Regions from separate parts of the Lactuca sativa genome. Here region 2 is linked to region 1. The links are chromatin contacts, called in public Hi-C maps. All regions are on one chromosome and are shown on one strand. Each heading gives the region's core, a stretch centred on a gene start, on an enhancer-like site or on the middle of the called end of the contact. The rest is flanking DNA. Distances are from core to core; before and after follow the strand shown. Region 1 holds the start of LOC111893659 (actin-related protein 2/3 complex subunit 2A). Region 2 holds the start of LOC111893662.

Region 1 (4,602 bases), core at 528-3,027:
AAGCAGGGGCATTATTAAGTCCAGCTGTACGTCTTGCTTCCACAAATTCCTTTATAAAAATTTATAATTCTTTAATTACTAACAACAATAACCTTAAAAAAAAAAAAAAAAAGTATTTTCTTTTGAACAAAACCTGAAGGAATGATGCAGCAAGAACAGTATCAATGGAGTCATTGAATCTCATTGGGAACACTACAGTTACCTTTTCAATCTGTAATTTATAACAAGTTTTTAATCTGTTAAATATGGAGTAATGAAGTTGTTATTGATGTTTTAAAGAAAGTTACATATATTGAAAAATGGAGCTTTGAACCTGAGGAACAATGAAGAAGGATTCATTAGGTCGATGGAGAAGGGGGACAAGGACACCAACATTAGGGGGCACAGACCTTGATGCAAGTCGCTTCAAGATTACTCTTAGTGGGGCCCCCATTACCACTTCTCTCACAGATGCAATCTTTACCAAAAGATTTTGCTTCATTTCTGTATCATGAGAAGTAACAGTTTCATGTAATCATGTTACAGAGAAGAGGAAGAGAAGAGAAGAGAAGAGAAGAGAAGAGAAAGAATCGAACCTTCAAGTGAAGGAAGTTTAGACAAGTTGAGTTTAACTGTGAGATTGAAGCCATCTCTTGGAGGATCAAGGATATGAACAACACTACCATATGCTGCTTTGATTGCTTCAATGGCTCCAAATGGAAGGCCACCGGAGAATTCAGTCTCTGGAGGTGGAGTGGGGAGGGATACTGATAGATGTAGAAGATGTGGATTCTTTATCGATGCCTGAAACCATTACTTGAATCAATGGTTTTTTAATAATTGATTAAGAATTCAAATGTTCCGTATCGACTATACCTGAATATGGTAACGAACGTCATCGAATTCAACCCAGTGGCAATCCAACTCGACTCCTTTCTCGATACTGGTATTAGGTATAAGAATTATGAAGCGAAAAGGGTAGATTTGGAGCTGAAAATTGATAGAACTTACTTTTGAACGCGGTTTGTTAAGATCTGGAGGAGGTATCTTGACTGAGATTGAAGTAATATCATCGTCTATCTCTGTGTATTTGTGCGCTCGCTCATGCGTCTTTCCGCATCTTCAATTTCTGATTTCTTTTTTGACTTCACATGGAGATTGAGGAATCGGCTTCATTCTCGTCCATCATAGCGGATACCTAAGAAGGTAAATATATGGCGATCAAATTCATCGATGAACACTGTCGAATTAATTTGAATGTGAATGAAATGGTCCATTTCTTTCAGCAATTGTGGAACAAAATCATAAATGATTTAAAAATGAATCAAAATAAACGATTAAAAGACAAAAAGTAATCAATGTGCAACCTCATCTAAAAACTAGGGTTTAAAAAATAGCCATGATCGACTTAGCCAGACGGGTTTTGTCTGCTTCCAGAATTCAACAAGCAAAAGTATTTCTGATTTGTAAAGTTAGAGATTCATGATCTTGAAGACTATTCACGCCACTCTATATTCTTTACCCGTTCCAATTAGTTTTAGGATACCCAATTGGTTACCTTAGAAGATGGACGACGACGGAGACGGCGGATTCCAGAGAGAAATGAAGAAGAGTAGCGTCGGCGAAGGAGAGTCGGGAAACGGAGAAGATGAATCGCGGCGGAGCGATGTTCGACGGGGACAGCGACGATAAATCGGAGAAGGCGTTGAAACGGAGAGAATGAGGTGAAGGGCGGTGGTGCTGCTGTGAGATTAGAATAGAACGACGGTAATTAAGATTACTCAATGTTCGTACAACGATTAAACACCGAATTTGTTTTGGATTTTTACTAATTGAAAAGAGTCTTAAGTTATTTATTATTATTATTTTTTTAAGAAGGTAGAATATTATTTTTAATTATATTTTTATGATTTCTCGTTTAATAATGTTATTTTTTGATGGTTATAAGAGATGACGTTTTCAAGATAGATTGTGGCAAAATAAAGAATAGTTAAACTTAAACCTAGTATGGATCAATTATCGAAATAACAATAATTAATACTTTTTTTTTTCTTCTAAAAATCACAATATTGTCATTTTTCCCTTGGCCCTTGCAACGTCTCTTGGACTTTGTCCATTGATAGTCTCAAAGATTGTGGTCCTTCTAATTTCCTTTCTTATTGTATGTTTGTGTTAAAAAACCAAATGAACACTAATAAGTAATAGTTGTGAAATCGGTATATTATACGGGTTGATTAAAATAAAATGTTAAATAGAAACGATTAAATGAAAATTTTATTTGAATTTGAAATTTAAAATAAATAAAAATATGAGAAAAAAAAACATGCAAAAAATAAATTAATTAAAATTATTGTTTAGTTATCAGACCCGTATACTAAACAGGTTAACTATAACAAAATGTTAAACACAAAAGTTTAAACTGTAAATTTATTTGAAATTAAAATTGAAATTTAAAATTTAAAATTTGAAATTAATATAATTATTATGGTAGGTTTAATTTATGGAAACTAATTAATAATATATTAGAAATGGAAAATGAAATAAATGACAAGTGGAAAATAAATATATCTCTAAATTATGACAAAATGACATGTGGCAAATTGAATAAGAGAAGGATATGTGGCAAAATCATTCTCATTTATTAGGGTAGATTGTTTCATCTTTTGTATCGATCATTTCGGATAAATTGTGTAAGGTTGTCTTAGAAACCTCATTTATACCGTTTGTGATTATATCTTAGTTTAGGATTGTTGATTGCATGTGAGTTAACTTGTTATTTTCTGTTATTTTCTGATAATTTTAGAGAAAAAAAAAAAACTATTATGGCGAAAAAATTGTGTAAGGTTGCCTTAAACCTCAGGTATACCACTTGTGAGTATATCTTATTTTCTATTTATGATTGTTGATTACATGTGAGTTAATTGTTATTTTCGGCCAAATTCCATAGTTATTTGCCAAAAAAAGCTAAAAAAAATTAAGAATTAACTAAAATCATAGTTTTTCCTTAATGGATCGCGGGTTTCGTGTAAGTTATGATTTCGTGAACAACTAAATTTTGGCATTTTCTTCCAATTTTAAACACTTATAACTTTTTCATATTGACTCTATTTTGGCTGATTTTATTTGTTGTGGATTTCTTGTTATTAAACTCAAAACTACCCGACTTGTTTTCTTAAAATTTGATCTATCAAGCTTTAAATATAATATGATGTACACTTACAAATAAAAACCAATCAACATAGCACTTTCCAAATACTATATATATATATATATATATATATATATATATATATATATATATATATATATATATATATATATATATATATATATATATATTTTATCTAATTATACGTTCCTTTTGCATTATATTCATTTTCACCTCAACTACACATTACAACCCTTACGTTACATTTTTATGCTTGTATACCTAATTTCAATAGCCCCAAAACATGGGTGTTTGTCATTTTCTGAAACTTCTTTGTTTCCCTAATACTTTTGCTTCTTTTCACTATATGCATTATAGACTTTGAAGAAAAAGTAGAAAATTTGGTGAACCAAATTTTTTTCCACAAAATGACAAACACCCATGTTTAGGGCTATGGAACTCGGGTATACAATCATAATAAATGTAATCTAAAAGTTGTAACATGTAGTTGAGACGAAAATGAATATAATGCAAAAAAAGAACCAAAGTAATTGGATTAAGAAAAAGGAGTGATTTTATATTTTATAGACTTAAACAATACAAAACTATAAAATATAAGTGTTCAAAGTTGGAACACATACCAAAATTAAACCAAATGGCAACCCAATACACAAAATCACAGCCCAATACAAGAAATCGAAGTCCATTAGATCCCAACTATGATTTTAATTTCTTATTTTCATCACTTTTTATCCAAAACAACATTTTTCAGATCACGTTGAGTCCAAAAGTAACCTGAAAATTGATTCAGCCCTTTACTCAAAAGAAATTCTGTAGATCATTGTTAAAGATATCAAGAAAAGCATCCATTTGTTTCACCGGAAGTGACAACCCAATTTCAAGATCTTCAGGCGATTCTTTCCCGGCGTTAACTGAAATCGAACCATTCCGATCTATCGACACAGTCTCATACTTTCTCGGCCTCCCCCACCCAAAATCAACATCGTAAATCTTCAACTTCGGAGTTCCAGCCACCCCAATCTTCGCCGGAATCTTCGCCGGAGTCTTAAACATCAGTTCAAACCATAATTCAGCGTCTTTAACCCCTCCATCATTCTTCTTCACCGTTTTACTTATAGCCTCTCCAATGGATTCAACAGCAACAAGAAATCCTTTGCTTCCCGATAACATCATGCTCTTTGTAATCGCGACACAAGATCCTACACAGTTTCCGAAATAGGTTTCCGAGAGTGGTGGATCCATCCGACTCCTGAAATTCGCTAAGCATACAAACCTTTCCAACTGATCATCTTCATCGTTTCTTTCTTGAAATCCAACACGAGATTTAGCTATACAACTCCATACATAACCACATGTTACTGAAAACGACGATATGTATCCAGATGTTGGAAGTTGAATGGATACCCATTTCTTCATCAAACTGATTCTCTCTTTCGTCAAGAAAAACGTTGCTC
Region 2 (4,602 bases), core at 1,313-3,812, 600 kb after region 1:
CAAGTTGCAGTCACAAGTGAGGAGTCGTTGACCTTAGTTTGACCATGGAGATGATAATGATCAAGAAAGCATGTAGGAAAACAACTTGTAAACTATGGCAACTATGACTACAAATATGATCTGATCAGTTATGGAGATTGAGTCATGTTTGTCAACCACATCATTTAGGCATGAAGGTGAACACTTGAGTTCAATGGAGAATGCTCCTTTCTCATCTTGAATATCTGGTTCTATGTTTATCTCTCCAAATGCAGATCTGAACTCTCCATAGCTCCATTCCTAAATTTACTCATTCATTCATCATCAAATTCAGACGTTGTTAGCTCGATGCTCATTGATTCTTTTTGACTTAATGGACTTGATAAGGATAATAACCTAATAAATCTATGGGTTAAGCGTTTAATCTGGATATATGGTTGTTTCTTTTTTACTTAATCTGGACATAATGTCTTTTGCACAAAAATTGAAACTAATTTATTAACGGTGTGAAATTGGTTTTAAAGGCAAAATGGTTATTTTATCTCTACAAGGAAACATATCTTGTGTGTATAATCATTACCCATTTAGCTATTTTATTCATACACGACATAATGGGGAAAACAGAAACAACCCCTTATCCGGTAAGTTATATATCAATGTTGTTATTTAATGTAATGTAGAATGGTTTCATGGAAATACGAATTTCCCCACTAAGGGTTCGTTTGATAGTTGTGTTGTCAGGAAACTGTGTGGAAAGGAAACCATGTTGTTTGATTGTATATCTGATTGTGCTGAATGATAAAAAATGATCATACGGCCAGAAATATATAATTTTGAAGCTTTTTAGGAAAGACATGTCTTACCGGGAAAGACCCATTTTTTGGTGCAAATCAAACAGTCTTTCCGGCTCATTCAGCCAGAAAAATCTGTATGGATTTGGAAAGATGTCTGTCAAACGGAGTCTAAGTCCTTCCTCTTTTTATTTTATTTTTTGTAAATATTTGCTTTATTAATTTTCTTGTTCTCTAAGTATTTCTTAAACATTATTTATCTAGACAAACACTGTATCCAAACTAGTTATAAATATAGAGCCATTGATATTCTCTTCCAAATGTAGAGTAGATGGACATGTTTAGCTGAGGTGGGACACTGGAAATGACAATCTGACAATGTGCAACATGAAATATTTTGTTTTTATGCATAAAACTTAAAACGAAAAAATTACCTCCATTTGTTCACCAACGGTGATGACAATGGTGTTAGGGATGGTACGGAATGACACAGGTCCTTCCTCAGATATGAGACGGAATTCGCCTTGCTCAGTTGGGATATGAATGCTCAGAGCAAATGTGGCATTATCCCGTCTATTTCCATCCAATGAGCGTGGAGTTTGAGATGAACGTGGTGTGTGTGGTTGAAGAGACGAGTTATTATGCTTGAATAACACCATTCGAGTTTCATTTTCCTTTATTTTCTTTCGTGGTTGCTTTCCACCATTCGTCCCTATGGCTTGAGCCATATCTTTCGCAATTGCTTCCAGCTTATTTGCAATATTATCCATCTTTGATCTACAAATATATACAACAAGTGTCACAAATCAACTTATTTACACATTAACCCTAAAGTTATGTTCAATATTGAAGCAATAGATCTTTGCAAGAGTCACAAATTTCAATATGGATTAGACTTCTTGTGGGCATTAGGATCTTACATCCACATGATGTTCTTGATGCAAGAATAACATTTTTGCATAATTAGAAGCTATATGTTGCTAAATACTACATTGTTGATAATCTTTCTAAATGCTCAAGGTCTTTTTATCGCTATAGAATAAATAATGAAGTAAAATACGAAGCCTTATCATTTGTTGATAGATCATAAACATGTATGGATCATCCCCAAATAACCTACATTTGTTTTGAAACATTCTACAGATAAAATGTCAATGTCAATGATCTGTAATTAATCAAATACACAATTCACTTATTAATGGAATTGATCTATGGAAAAATTTTGATTTGTTAATAAAACGAAAAATGAAGAAGCTGATGATCAGGATACGAAGAACAAACCTGAATTTCAGAAAATTCTCGTCATTCTTAACGTCACGCCGTCGTTCAGCCACCGCCATGGCAGATCGAGACCAAGCAAACTCCTCCCGATCTCCATCACGGCTCCACCTCTCCGCAAGCAATCCAAAGATGAAATCCGCCTCCGTGAACGCCGCATTCAGCTCCTCAGGCGATATCCCATGGCCACTGACACGAAACATCCCAAACTTAGCGGCGGACTCCATCATCTGCTGGATCGAATTCTTATCCTTAGCTTTGATCAGCTTGTATTCAACCTCTGCAATAGGCGGTCGATTGGAGTCATCAGTCGTATCAAATTCGGGAATGTTCTTCAATTTGTCGACGTAATTGTTGAAAGAAGGGTCGTTGCGAGTAGGCCTGGAATTGGGCATCGGAGATGGAGGTTGCGCCGGTCCCCCTGTGGAGAGGCGACTCCTAATCCGGGCGATTGCCATTATTGGGAGATTGTTATGGGAAATTCTGAGATCAAATGGGAGAGAAATGAGAAGAAGATGTGAAATATAGTTATTGCATGGAGCGTTTTGTGCGATGTCGGGGTGGTTGGCACGTCTCCATGCATGGATTACTTGTACCTTCGTATGCATGGCGTACTTGTACTTTATAAACGAACATCTGGACCGGGTTTACCGGATGTTCCTACGTTTGTTTATTTAGAAATATATATATATTTAGAGTAACTGCTAGATCGCATTAAGAAAAGGTTAATGCCTATTCATTCTCTATACAGTAGATATAACGATAAGATAATTTGATTTATAAAAATAATAGTTAACAAAATATTACAGAAAAACCCTTAAAAGTTTGTCAAAAATTTGACGATTTTACTTTAACATCATGCATAGACGCCTTAAACTTGCAATTTCTTTACACATTGAGAAGGTAAAAAGTCTATGCACATCAATCTTACACAGTGCCGGATCCAGAACAAATGGTAATTGGGGTCAATAAAAGATTAAAAAAAAATAGAAAATTTTTATGTATAAAAAATGTTTGTAAAATCAAGAAGAAGCATTTTGAAGCATTTGTTTATTATAATAGCATCATATATGGGTATTTAATTTGGATTTTCATATATGTAAACCTTGATTTAAGATCATATTAGTGATAACCCTGGATTTTTTTTAATGTCATTGCTCCAACGTGGCTTTTTTTTTTTTCACAAAAAATAGATGATAGTAATTTTGATATGTTTTAGGATAGATTAAGAGAAACAAAGTCACAATTTTTGAAAGAGTAAATTACATGAATGGTCCCTATGGTTTAGGGTAATTTGCGTGTTTGGTCCCTAACTTATTTTTTTAACTCGGAAGGTCCCTACTGTTTGTTTTTGTTACGTGTTTGGTCCTTATCTTACCTAAAAAAATACTATTATGCCCTTGATTTTTTTAAAATTTATTTAAATAAACACACCCCTAATCCTACCTCCTCACCTTACCTCACCTACCCCATCGTTTTTTCCTCTTTAAATAATAGTCTTTTTAGATAAGACATGGACCAAACACGTAACAAAAATAAACTGTAGGGACCAAACGCGTAACAAAAACAAACCATAGGGACCTTCCGAGTTAAAAAAATAAGTTAGGGACCAAGCACGCAAATTACCCCAAACCATAGGGACCATTTGTGTAATTTACTCTTTTTGAAAATTCTATTTTATCAAATGTATATAAGAAGGAATCTAGAATCAAGTGGGGTCCATGCACCCCACTTCTAACACTCTAAATCCGCCACTGATGTCACGTATTTGGTTGGAGTTGCAAAGCTTGGATGTTTGGAAGTAATGATCACGCAAATTGGGGTTTAAGAATGAGTTTTTTCCCCTTGTTTCAGCATATGTATCATTTATTTAGAAATGATATTAGTTGTGTGCTCTCCTAACTGGCATCCAACTAAGCTTAAACAATCTACATCAACAAAGCTTGCAAGTTAAATGAGGTTATGAATAAGGCAATTATAAAGGTTACTACTATCACATGTGATGTGAAACTTATGATAGAGTTATGTAGTCAAGATGACATCTATTCCTCACATTGTTGGAGTAAGTTATTGGTCAGGATCCTTAATAGACTCAAATAGATGTGAGTGTATGGTTGTACAAAAACAATATTGACATGATGGTCAATTAAGTATGGTATCTTATTTGAATTTTCAAATTGAGAAATCAATATTGAACTTATATGGAATGATATGATCCATGCATCATGTTCAATAATATCAACAAAATGAGATAAGATGATAACATATATAACATTAAATATTTTAATGAATTTTTGTAGAGACAAATATCCATGCATAGTTAAAAGAGATGAGCTTTGCTAGAAGTTTAACATATATTTGATTAATTTTGTTTCTTTTATAAGTGGGAGTCCGTTACATATGATATGATGTACAAGATTAATAGAATTTACTACAATAATAATTATATATGATCACATACAAAGAACATTAAAAGATGTGAAATAAGTAATATATTTATAGATGATAAATTTATTATTTACACACCAAAATAGATAATAAATAATTTGTTATT

The links. A called contact is a pair of places that touch in the nucleus more often than the background predicts.
Region 2: a contact with region 1 is called in a Hi-C map of leaf, with 4 times the contacts expected there. The contact joins the promoter of LOC111893662 here to the promoter of LOC111893659 in region 1. A contact is called at or near these places in 4 of 4 Hi-C or Micro-C datasets (bud, leaf and seed).

What each region holds. Positions count from the first base shown.
Region 1 is chr8:173,122,815-173,127,416 of Lsat_Salinas_v11, forward strand. It overlaps LOC111893659 (actin-related protein 2/3 complex subunit 2A), which reads right to left and starts at 1,778. Exons shown (of 11, transcript XM_023889728.3): 1 at 1,538-1,778; 2 at 991-1,177; 3 at 856-922; 4 at 576-783; 5 at 314-483; 6 at 134-211; 7 at 1-49. The coding sequence starts at 1,052. LOC111893650 (malonyl-coenzyme A:anthocyanin 3-O-glucoside-6''-O-malonyltransferase) reads right to left here. Exons shown (of 1, transcript XM_023889711.2): 1 at 3,684-4,602. The coding sequence ends at 3,947.
Region 2 is chr8:173,720,994-173,725,595 of Lsat_Salinas_v11, forward strand. LOC111893662 reads right to left here and starts at 2,563. Exons shown (of 3, transcript XM_023889733.3): 1 at 2,052-2,563; 2 at 1,205-1,547; 3 at 1-279. The coding sequence starts at 2,506. The coding sequence ends at 61.